Regions from separate parts of the Mus musculus genome. Here all the other regions are linked to region 2. A link is a contact called in public Hi-C data. All regions are on one chromosome and are shown on one strand. The core of a region is the stretch at or near the end of the contact, and the rest is flanking DNA. Distances in the headings are between cores, read along the strand shown. Region 1 overlaps Cdcp1 (CUB domain containing protein 1). Region 2 holds the start of Tmem158 (transmembrane protein 158). Region 3 has its middle 27 kb from the start of Lars2.

What was found. A called contact is a pair of places that touch in the nucleus more often than the background predicts.
Region 1: a Hi-C map of sperm shows a contact between it and region 2, with 2.7 times the contacts expected there. The contact joins the enhancer-like site here to the promoter of Tmem158 in region 2. A contact is called at or near these places in 12 of 39 promoter capture datasets (the HPC-7 cell line, cranial neural crest, embryonic stem cells and 8 more), 5 of 15 datasets of contacts at CTCF or cohesin (CD8 T cells, the NIH/3T3 cell line, large pre-B cells and 1 more), 164 of 484 Hi-C or Micro-C datasets (2-cell embryo, 8-cell embryo, the AML12 cell line and 100 more), 38 of 115 datasets of contacts at active chromatin or transcription factors (the 230-238 cell line, the 3134 cell line, CD8 T cells and 27 more) and 4 of 9 other capture datasets (adipose tissue, liver, macrophages and 1 more).
Region 3: a contact with region 2 is called in a Hi-C map of cortical neurons, with 2.3 times the contacts expected there. The contact joins the enhancer-like site here to the promoter of Tmem158 in region 2. A contact is called at or near these places in 6 of 39 promoter capture datasets (3T3-L1-derived adipocytes, the HPC-7 cell line, HPC-7-derived erythroid cells and 3 more), 25 of 484 Hi-C or Micro-C datasets (the AML12 cell line, B cells, the BV-2 cell line and 16 more), 6 of 115 datasets of contacts at active chromatin or transcription factors (bone marrow-derived macrophages, embryonic stem cells, extraembryonic endoderm stem cells and 3 more) and 1 of 9 other capture datasets (macrophages).

The regions. Positions count from the first base shown.
Region 1 is chr9:123,173,085-123,175,928 of GRCm38.p6, forward strand. It overlaps Cdcp1 (CUB domain containing protein 1), which reads right to left. Exons shown (of 9, transcript NM_133974.3): 8 at 2,651-2,735; 9 at 1-842. The coding sequence ends at 419. Among named protein-coding and RNA genes, the nearest start is that of Gm23323, 12 kb to the left of the region's middle. Within about 2 kb of position 1,532, at least 14 of the 459 cell types and tissues checked have an H3K27ac peak or open chromatin away from gene starts, as enhancers often do. A contact at or near this core is called in the Ba/F3 cell line, VIP interneurons, muscle stem cells and 2 more, where this site is marked.
Region 2 is chr9:123,259,411-123,262,267 of GRCm38.p6, forward strand. Tmem158 (transmembrane protein 158) reads right to left here and starts at 1,379. Exons shown (of 1, transcript NM_001002267.2): 1 at 1-1,379. The coding sequence starts at 1,135. The coding sequence ends at 275.
Region 3 is chr9:123,338,242-123,341,102 of GRCm38.p6, forward strand. No RefSeq gene overlaps it. Among named protein-coding and RNA genes, the nearest start is that of Lars2, 27 kb to the right of the region's middle. Within about 2 kb of position 1,375, at least 26 of the 459 cell types and tissues checked have an H3K27ac peak or open chromatin away from gene starts, as enhancers often do. A contact at or near this core is called in the BV-2 cell line, the N1E-115 cell line, cortical neurons and 1 more, where this site is marked.

The DNA.
Region 1 (2,844 bases), core at 282-2,781, 86 kb before region 2:
AACTAATTTTAAAAAAAGCACATTGCCATTTTCATCCATAGGTCTCCAGTGAGAGCAGAGACCTCAAGTGGAGCTCCTGGGAATCATCCAAGTCTCTGCTCGTCATCGGGAATCCAGAACTCCAGGGCTCATTGTAGTCTTGTCTGGGTGGACCGTGTCTCTCTTCTGTCCCTGTGGCCAGCCTCAACACAACCCGAGTTCAGGAAGGCCTGAGCTTTAGGATGGCATCCTCATAGAAGTCATGATTTGCCCATCACTGGAAGCAGTCCACCAGAAGATCAAGATTTGATGGCACCTTGCAAAAGCTACTCTTCCTTCTAGCTGATTGGGCTTCCCTCTGACTTCTTGATGGGACAGTTCTTCATGTCTCAATGTCTGGTGCCATGCATCTCAGCAAAGTCTTTGGAATGGGGCCAAGTTACTCTTCAGTCTCCACTGGTCCTTGGGTATGGAGTAAGGGGATGTCAGTCTCCCTAACACCAATCTCCCCCTTGTTGGGATGCGAGAAAGTGTAAGGTTCACTCTCAGACTCAGGAGGGCTACTAGGAGCCAGCTCCTCTGCAGTGAACTTTGCAGTTGGGGTCCTGGAGAATAGAGGGGGTGGGGTGGGAGGGCAGTCTCCCATGGGGCCCTGGAAGGGCCGGTAGGTGTCCACCTCTGGTTGGATGAAGGATCCACCCGAGTCCTGCAGCAAGTGCCCATACACCATGGTGTCTTCGATGACAGCATACACATGGGAGTCATTGTCTTTTCGCCCTTTCGGGAACTTTTGGGTCTGGGGCATCTGGGTATTGACATTGCCATTATAGATACCCACAGCAGGACCCTTATCCACCTTCTTCCTGTTTGTAGAGAATGGCACAACAGAATGAGGAAACAGATAAGTGACACACGGGAGTCCTTGGGGTTCTAAGCCTAGCTCATCTTGCCCTTGTAGGCTGTTAGCATTTGAAAATGAAACTATTCTAGGGGATATCCTTAAACACATTGTTCTTGTCTCAGGTTTCCAAGGTGGAAACTGACGGATCTTAAGTGGAAGAGGTGGTTTAAGTGAATTTGTTTTGCCTCTGATAGACTTCAGGGAAACCAACAATGAAGATATCTGGTAATTTCTTCCCCTTTTTCTTCCCAGTAATAGGGATGAACAAGCCTTTCTAAACCACATCAGCTCAGCATGCCCAGGCCAACCTTCTAGAACATTCAGTACTAACCTGTACTAATAGTGCTGCCTCTCTTTCACAGAGCAAAGCTGATTAACTAATTCCAGACAGTTAATGTCCATGACTCAGGAGGAGAGAAGGGTACAAGCTAGCTAATTTTCTGCTAGAGTTGAGGACAGAACAGCTCATCATTAGCTGAGTGGCTCTGTCCCATCCCATCAACAGCAGCCACCAGGGAAAAAAAGCTAAAGCGAAGACAAAATCCAGGATTTGGTGAAGCCATTAGCTTTGGGTGTGTGGTATTTTCTGGTACTCAGATGTGGACAATTGTTGGCATGTCTGCCATGGGCACACAGCTTCGCCTTGCGTGAACAAGGCACAGGGACTTGGACAATAGCTGACTCAAAAGGAGGCCATCAGTCCAATTAACATAATGGGCTGTAGAATGAAAGGCTGGCAGTTCACTAATCCCAGATGCGGCTTTAGTGAGGTAAAAATCCATCTGGCCTTCAGCAGACATCCTTCCCTCAGGTCCTCACAGTGCCTGGCTTTTTCCCTCTACTGATGGAATGTGGAAAAGATTCTGTCTTGCCCCTGGTTTGTCCCCAGTACATTATGTGGTCCTAGTACCAAGAAGACTCTCAATAAACACCTACAGCAGAAACAAGTTCAGCATCAGTATTTCCCCTTGTCCTTAAAGAACCTGCCCAGCTCCACGCACACACAACTTTGGGACAGGGGCTTCGTGCAAGCATGTCAGCCAGCAGCCTTATGTAGTTGGAGACCACGGAGAGACTGCCTGTGCTGGTAAGTCTCAGGTTAATCTGAAACAGTTTGGAGAATGAGGCATGACAGCTAAACTCTGAAGTCTGACATCAAAGTAGATTTTATTTAAAAAGTCATTTACCTTTCAAGTAGTTGAAGCTGCTGTTAATCAGGCCCTGTTTCCTCTTAGCTCTAGGGCCACCTTTTGGCTTGCAGTCCCACAGATAAGCACAAACCAAACCAAAGGAGAACAAGCCAGGGCAAAAGGCTTGTGTTTTCTCCAGGTAGCAGTGGGAGTGGTTCCTGCTAAAATCACTCCTGCTACCAGCTTCAAAAGCAAACACTGGAGACTTGTGCTGGGGCCAGGATGTCACTGCATGCGTGCATGCGCGTGTGTGAGTGTGTGCTCGAGAGTGTGTGTGCGTGCACGCGCGCACGCGTGTGCTCGAGCATGTGTGTGTTCCCCAGGTGTGCCTCTCCACCCTGTGAAATTGTAATGTAGCCTTGGTAAGAATATTTAACATTGATCTTTGTGGGGAACTGGGAAGCAAAAAACCCCAACATCATTGATAAGAATAAGCTAGATATGGAGACATGCCTGTAATCCTAGCACTCATCCATCCATCCATCCATCCATTCATCCACCCATCCATCCATCCACCTATCGAGTATGATCCAAGGGAGGCATCAAATCAGCTAAAGACAGCTGGAGAGACTCCACTTACTTCTTTTTCACGAAGCAGATGATGAGTACCAGGGCAAACAGCAGCAGAGCTCCACCTCCTGCTGCACCAATGACGACAGCCAAATCTGTGAGCAGAGATGGGAGGGCAAAGGAAGAGACGAGAGAGTTAGCATAAGGAAGAACTGGATACGTTCACAGTCCCCAGCTTTGTCCCTTCTGATACAAAACTCTGAA
Region 2 (2,857 bases), core at 129-2,628:
GGCGCAGGGAGGGGGTGCCGCAGGGGAAAGAGCCGGTTTCCCTTGTGTCCTCGAGCCACGCGTGGATCCCACCCTTCAGCCCGAGAGCTTGCCCCTGCTCTTCCGAACCAGAACCTCAGCACAAACCCCACTTTCCCACCTCATTTGTGCCTCTCTGCGGTCCCCTCCCGGGAAAAGGATGAACAATAAGGACAGCACGAAGCGCACCTGCCCCGTCTCCGGTGAGGAAGGCGCGTGCGAGCGCTTACACAGCGCGGACGCGGGGCGGAGGGGGTCACTTAGGAGCCACCCCCGAGGTGACAGCCGCGGCAGCAGCAGCAGCAGCTGCAGCAGCGGCGGCGGCAGCGGCGGTAGTCCCCGCGGGTACGGCTGCAGGAGCGGCCGCGGGGGCGCCGGCGGTGGTCCGGCGCTGCTCCATGCCGTTGGGCAGGAAGCCGGCAATGATGGGCACCGGCCAGATGAGGGCGGCCACGCTCCACACCACGATGACCAGGGTCATGAAGCAGGCCACCAGCGTAGACTCGATGGGCTTGCGGTTCAGCCGCCAGCCCGGCTCGCCCTGCAGCTCCTCCAGGCTGAAGTCCAGGCAGCAGAAGTGACGAGGCTCGCCCTGCAGCCACAGCGGCCCCGGCTCGGCCGCCGGGTAGGCAGGCAGCGCGGTGGGAGCCCCGGCGGGAGCCCGCAGGCGGCCGCGCACCCAGCCGCAGCCCACGCACAGGCGCAGGTCTTGCTGCGCGCCGCCCGCCGCCAGCCCCAGATGCTCGATGAGCAGTGGTGGCCCGACGCGGTGGAAGGCGGCGGCGAAGAAGGCGCGGCCGTGCGCGTTGGTAGAGAAGAGCAGCAGGTCGCACTGCAAGCCCCGCGGGCGGCCCCAGCGCACGAGCAGCGAGCTCAGCATCTGTCGTTGCACGCTGATGTTGCAGGGCGCCGCCGGAGCCTCCTCTGGGCCCGCGCGCTCTGGGGGCGCCGATGCCGCCGATGCCAGCAGACGCGGGGTGGAGTGTTCGTTGGTGAAGGACGCATTGGCCGAGGCGTTTGGGGGCGTCCCTGCAAGGCCGGGCGCATCCGTGGCCCCGCCGTGCGCCGGCGGCAGCTGGCAGGCGGCGGCCAGTAGCGCGGCGAGAAGGGGCAGCATGGCCTGTGGCGAGCGCCTACGCGCGCGGGGCAGGCGGCGGCTGCATGGCGCGCAGGCGACCGTCCGGTGAGGGAACCGCGGGGCCTGGAAGGCCGAGGCGGAACTCTGCCAGTGTATTGGGACGACACCGGCTCACGGGCCGCGATGGCCTCTTCAGACTCCGCTCGTCGAGGTTCCGCTGCCCCCAGAGCTGGGGCCCTTGGACGGCCAGGAGGCTCTGCTGGCTCGCGGCGAAACGAGAGAGGATTCCCCTGCTCGGCTCCGCCTTCCGCGCGCCCCGCCCCCGGCTCACCGGGTGCGGGGAATTGGGAGGGCGGGGCTCCACTCGCAGGGGCGGGAACTGAAGACCTGAGCGACAGGGCGGTGCGTGGAGGCGGAGCGAGGGGACCCCCGAGGGCGGGAAGCCCAGAGCGAGTCCCGGAGCCCAGACAGTCCCTCTGTCACGCCCCCAGGAGAGCTAATCAGTACCTCCTTTCTGCTTAGGAGAAACTAAGAAGGGAGAAAGTCTCCGGGCTACCTCAGGAGCCAGAGACAGGACTCTTGTACCTTTCTGCTGAGTTCAGAAATTCAGATCTGGAGTCTGGCTGGTTTTAATGTGTCTTCACCACAATAGATACATATGGGTTTTTTTGTTGTTGTTGTTGTTTTGTTTTTTGTTTTGTTTTTGTTTCGTTGTTTTGTTTTACAGGAAGAGAACTCATAAAAAAATCCTCAAAATTCTGAAGTTTTGGTGTTGGTTGGGGCAATGGGAATGCAAATCCCACAGGTCGGATGCTTGAGGACACCTGCAGTCTAGTGTGCACATAGACACAAAAAATTTGTATGTTAGAGTCCATGAATATCAGTCTTCCGGGATGTATATTGTGGAGAGGTGGAGTTGTCAAGAGTAATTTAATAGGATACAATTTATATTAAGAAGCCTACCTGAGTCCTGAGCTTGATGGTACAAGTCTGTAATCCCAAGTGAGAATCCAGAGTCCAAGTTCCTTGGAGAGGCCAGCCTGGGCTACCTGAAAACCTGTCTCAAATAAACAAAATCCAGTACTAAGGTGGTGAGGAGAATTATGAGTTTGAGGACAGCCTGGGCTACACAGAAAGATGCTTTCTGTAAAGAACAAAAAACGTTCTTGGGAAGAAGAGGCAGCTCAGTTGGAAGGGTGCTTTCCTAGTGTCCTAGCAAGCCCAGGGTTCAATCCCCATCACAAAAAGGAGCAAACTGCACTTCCCTTGTTTTCTGGCCTCACACTTGGAAACTAATGTCAACTGACCCCTAAAATGGCTTGAAACAGTTGTGCTCTGTAAATCTAAGAGTGACCCTCCCTCTAAGCCAGCTAAGCTTTCCCAAGGGCCTGTGAAGGACAGGATGACAGCCATTGCTGGGTACAAAGTGCTAAATATATTTCTCTAAATAGTTCTCTCTCTCTCTTTCATTCTTTCTCCTGCTCTTTCTTTTGAGTCAAGGTTTCACTTCGTAGCTTTAGCTGTCCTGGAACTTATTATGTAGACCAGACCGGCCTCAAACTCTCAGAGATCCACTTGCCCCTGCTTCTTGAGTTCTGGGACTAAAGCCATGTACCACTAAACCCATCTTCTAAGTTGTTTTCTAACAAATAGTAACATTGGAATGAGGGAGAGACACAGGTAGACAGAGAGAAAGTGGGGAGAGAGAGAAGGGAGAGAGAGAGCCTTATAAACAGAATTCCCCAAAGTACCAAGTCTTCT
Region 3 (2,861 bases), core at 125-2,624, 79 kb after region 2:
GGGCTTCCCGCCTCCACTCTGTTCCAGCCTCCACACTGGGTTGCCCTGACAACCTCCTCCTTCTGGTATTGACATTAGAGTGAGAAAGAAGGAAAAGCAGGCAAATGAAGAAAACAGTAATTAGAGGTGGAAGCAGCTGTGGTCTGGCTTATTTTATCTTAGAGAAAGCTCCAAGGAAGAGCCTGAGGGTTGGGGGACAGAGAGTTCTGGGCTGGTGCTTCAGACAGAGGCATGAACCCTGACTGGAGGGACACACTGGTGATAGTGAGTCTGCATGCCAGGGATGCTGGAGGCATCTCGGAGGGAAGTTTAGGTCCAGCCAGGCAGTATAAATTGAGTCTTGGAGGCTGTGTATTCTGATGTCTCTCCTGCTATCTTTAAGTTAGTCAGGGAAGCCCTGAGAACCACAAGTTGAGGAAATGGCAGGTACAGGCATAGGTACAGGTTCTTCCATGGATTCAGAGTCACCATGTCAGGCTGTCAGTGGCTTCCGTATCTTCTTTTTAATTACCCAGAAGGAAAGGTGTAAGGGGGACAGAAAAGGTACAATGGCAGTTTCTCATGTCTTCCCTTTCCAAATCAGGAAACAAGACCACAGAAAACATTAAGATATTTGCTAAGGGAACAAAGCTAAGGTAGTCAGGATTCTGAATGGGGGGGGGGGGGGGAGGGGAGAATATAAAGGAAAAGAATATGACTGGTCCCAGGTTTTGGCACCAAATGACAACTCCTAGGTATGATGGAGGAGAAAGTTTATTGTAGATAAAATGAAAGCATAGACTGAGGCAGGCACATCTGGGAGAGTCCAGAATGGACATGACCTAGAGCTATGTGAGGAGGCTGGGTGTGGGGGCAGGGGGGAGAAGAGAGAGAGGGGAACCAGGTGCAGCAGCCAGGAGGCCCAAAGGCACAATGTGGGTGAGTAATCCAAATGGTTGGATAGTATAGAGAGGAGTAGCCCTGCCCATAGGACTGGGAAAGTTTAGGGTAGGGGGCTGGGTATGCCAGGCAGAAGGGCCTTGTAACAAGTAGGGACTGAAGAATGTAGGAGAACCTGGCAGCCAGGTCCACTTTGATATGTTAAACAGACACTTTAGTCATTTGTTCCAGGTTTGAAACCTGGCCGATTTAAAACCAAGTCTGATCAATTCTAGCATCCTCTGGTAGTTACTTCACTGTGGGGTTCTCAAAACTTAGCCTATATTAAAACTCTTTGGATTGCTGGGTTCCACACCTACAGCTTTGACTCAATGGCTCTAGAGTTTGGACAGATAATCTCCCCCTTTCCCCCTCCCTCTCTCTCTTGCCCTCCCCCCTCTCTCATGTATATGGGTGTTTTCCTGCATGTATGCTTATGCACTATGTGTGTGTCATGCCATAAGAGGCCCCAAGAGGATATTTGATCCCCTGAGACTGGAGTTATAGCTGGTTGTGGTGACATGGTGCTGGGAACCAAACCAGAATCCTCTGGAAGAGCAGCCAGTTCTCTTAAAGGCTGAGCCATCTCCTGTTAAACCTGAGATTCATAAAAACAACAACAACAACAAAAACAGTTCCACAATTTTGAGCCAAATCTGAAGCAAGCTTTAATTAAATATTGGCCAGAATGATGGACTCTGGCCAGGTCCATTCCAGGGTCCCCAGGAAGTGGCAATGAGTCATGTTTTTGCAGAGACTTACAAAGAGTAAAACCATAGGGCCACTGTATTTCCTATCAGGTCCGTCAGCAAGCATGTATCCTGACATATTTCCTGCCCACATCCAGTCAAGCACAGCCGGTATAAACAAACTTCTTTAGAGGAGAAAAAAAAAAAAGTGACTTGCTATTTCCCAAAACCGTAGCCACCAGCATCCCAGGAAGTTATCTCTGTCCTTGGGCAGGTAGGGCTTACAGGTTAACTTGGCCTTTTACACTCTCTAGCTCCATGCATTCCCATTTCTAACAAGTTTCCAGATGGTATTGCTTTGGTGGATCCTGGGACCATACTTTTGAGAACTATTTACATAAAGTAAGCCATTTAACCCTTGGGCTTTTTGGTATATTCTTTGTAAAATAAGCCACACCCAGTTGGAGAGCTCCTAAGAGTTACTTTAGCCATAGTGTAGGAATGAGTCTGAAGGGGTTCTTCTGGTCTACTCTCCTGACTTCACTTCACAGCTAAGTGCAGCACGCAGTATTTATGGGGAAAGAAGCAGCCACCTGTATTAGTTACTTTCCTCCCTGCTATGACCACTTACCACAAGAGCAACACACGAAAGGAAGGGTTTATTAAGAAAATACAATCCATCACAGAGAGGAGGCACGGCGGCAGGAGCATGAGGCAGCTGGTCATGTGTCTGCAGTCTGGAAGCAGAGAGCTTATGTTCAGCTTGCTCTCCCCTGTTATTCAGTGTGAAGCATCCCCCACCCTCTGACTCCTGACCCCGTCTGTGGAATGGTGCCACCCACATTTAGTGTGGTTCTTCTCTTTTTAGCTAATTCTATCTGGTAGCATCATTACAGATACAGCCAGAAATCTATTTCCATGATTCTAAATCCAATCAAATTGGCAGTTAGTATTACCCATCACAGTACTATAAAACATAAAATCTTATGTTATCTGGCCTTATAAGCAGGGCTAGATAGATGGGCCAGTAGGTAAAAGCGCTTGTCTCATAAATCTCAAGACCTGAGTCCAGTCCCCAGATCCCGTAGTAAAAGGGAAGAACCAACTCTGAAGGTTGTTCTCTGACCTCCACCCACTGTGGCACATGCACATTCATATTCACAAATGCACACCGCACATATATACTAATAACAATAAATAATTTTTTATTTTCTTTTGGTTTATTGAGACAGAATTTCTCTGTGTAGTTCTGGC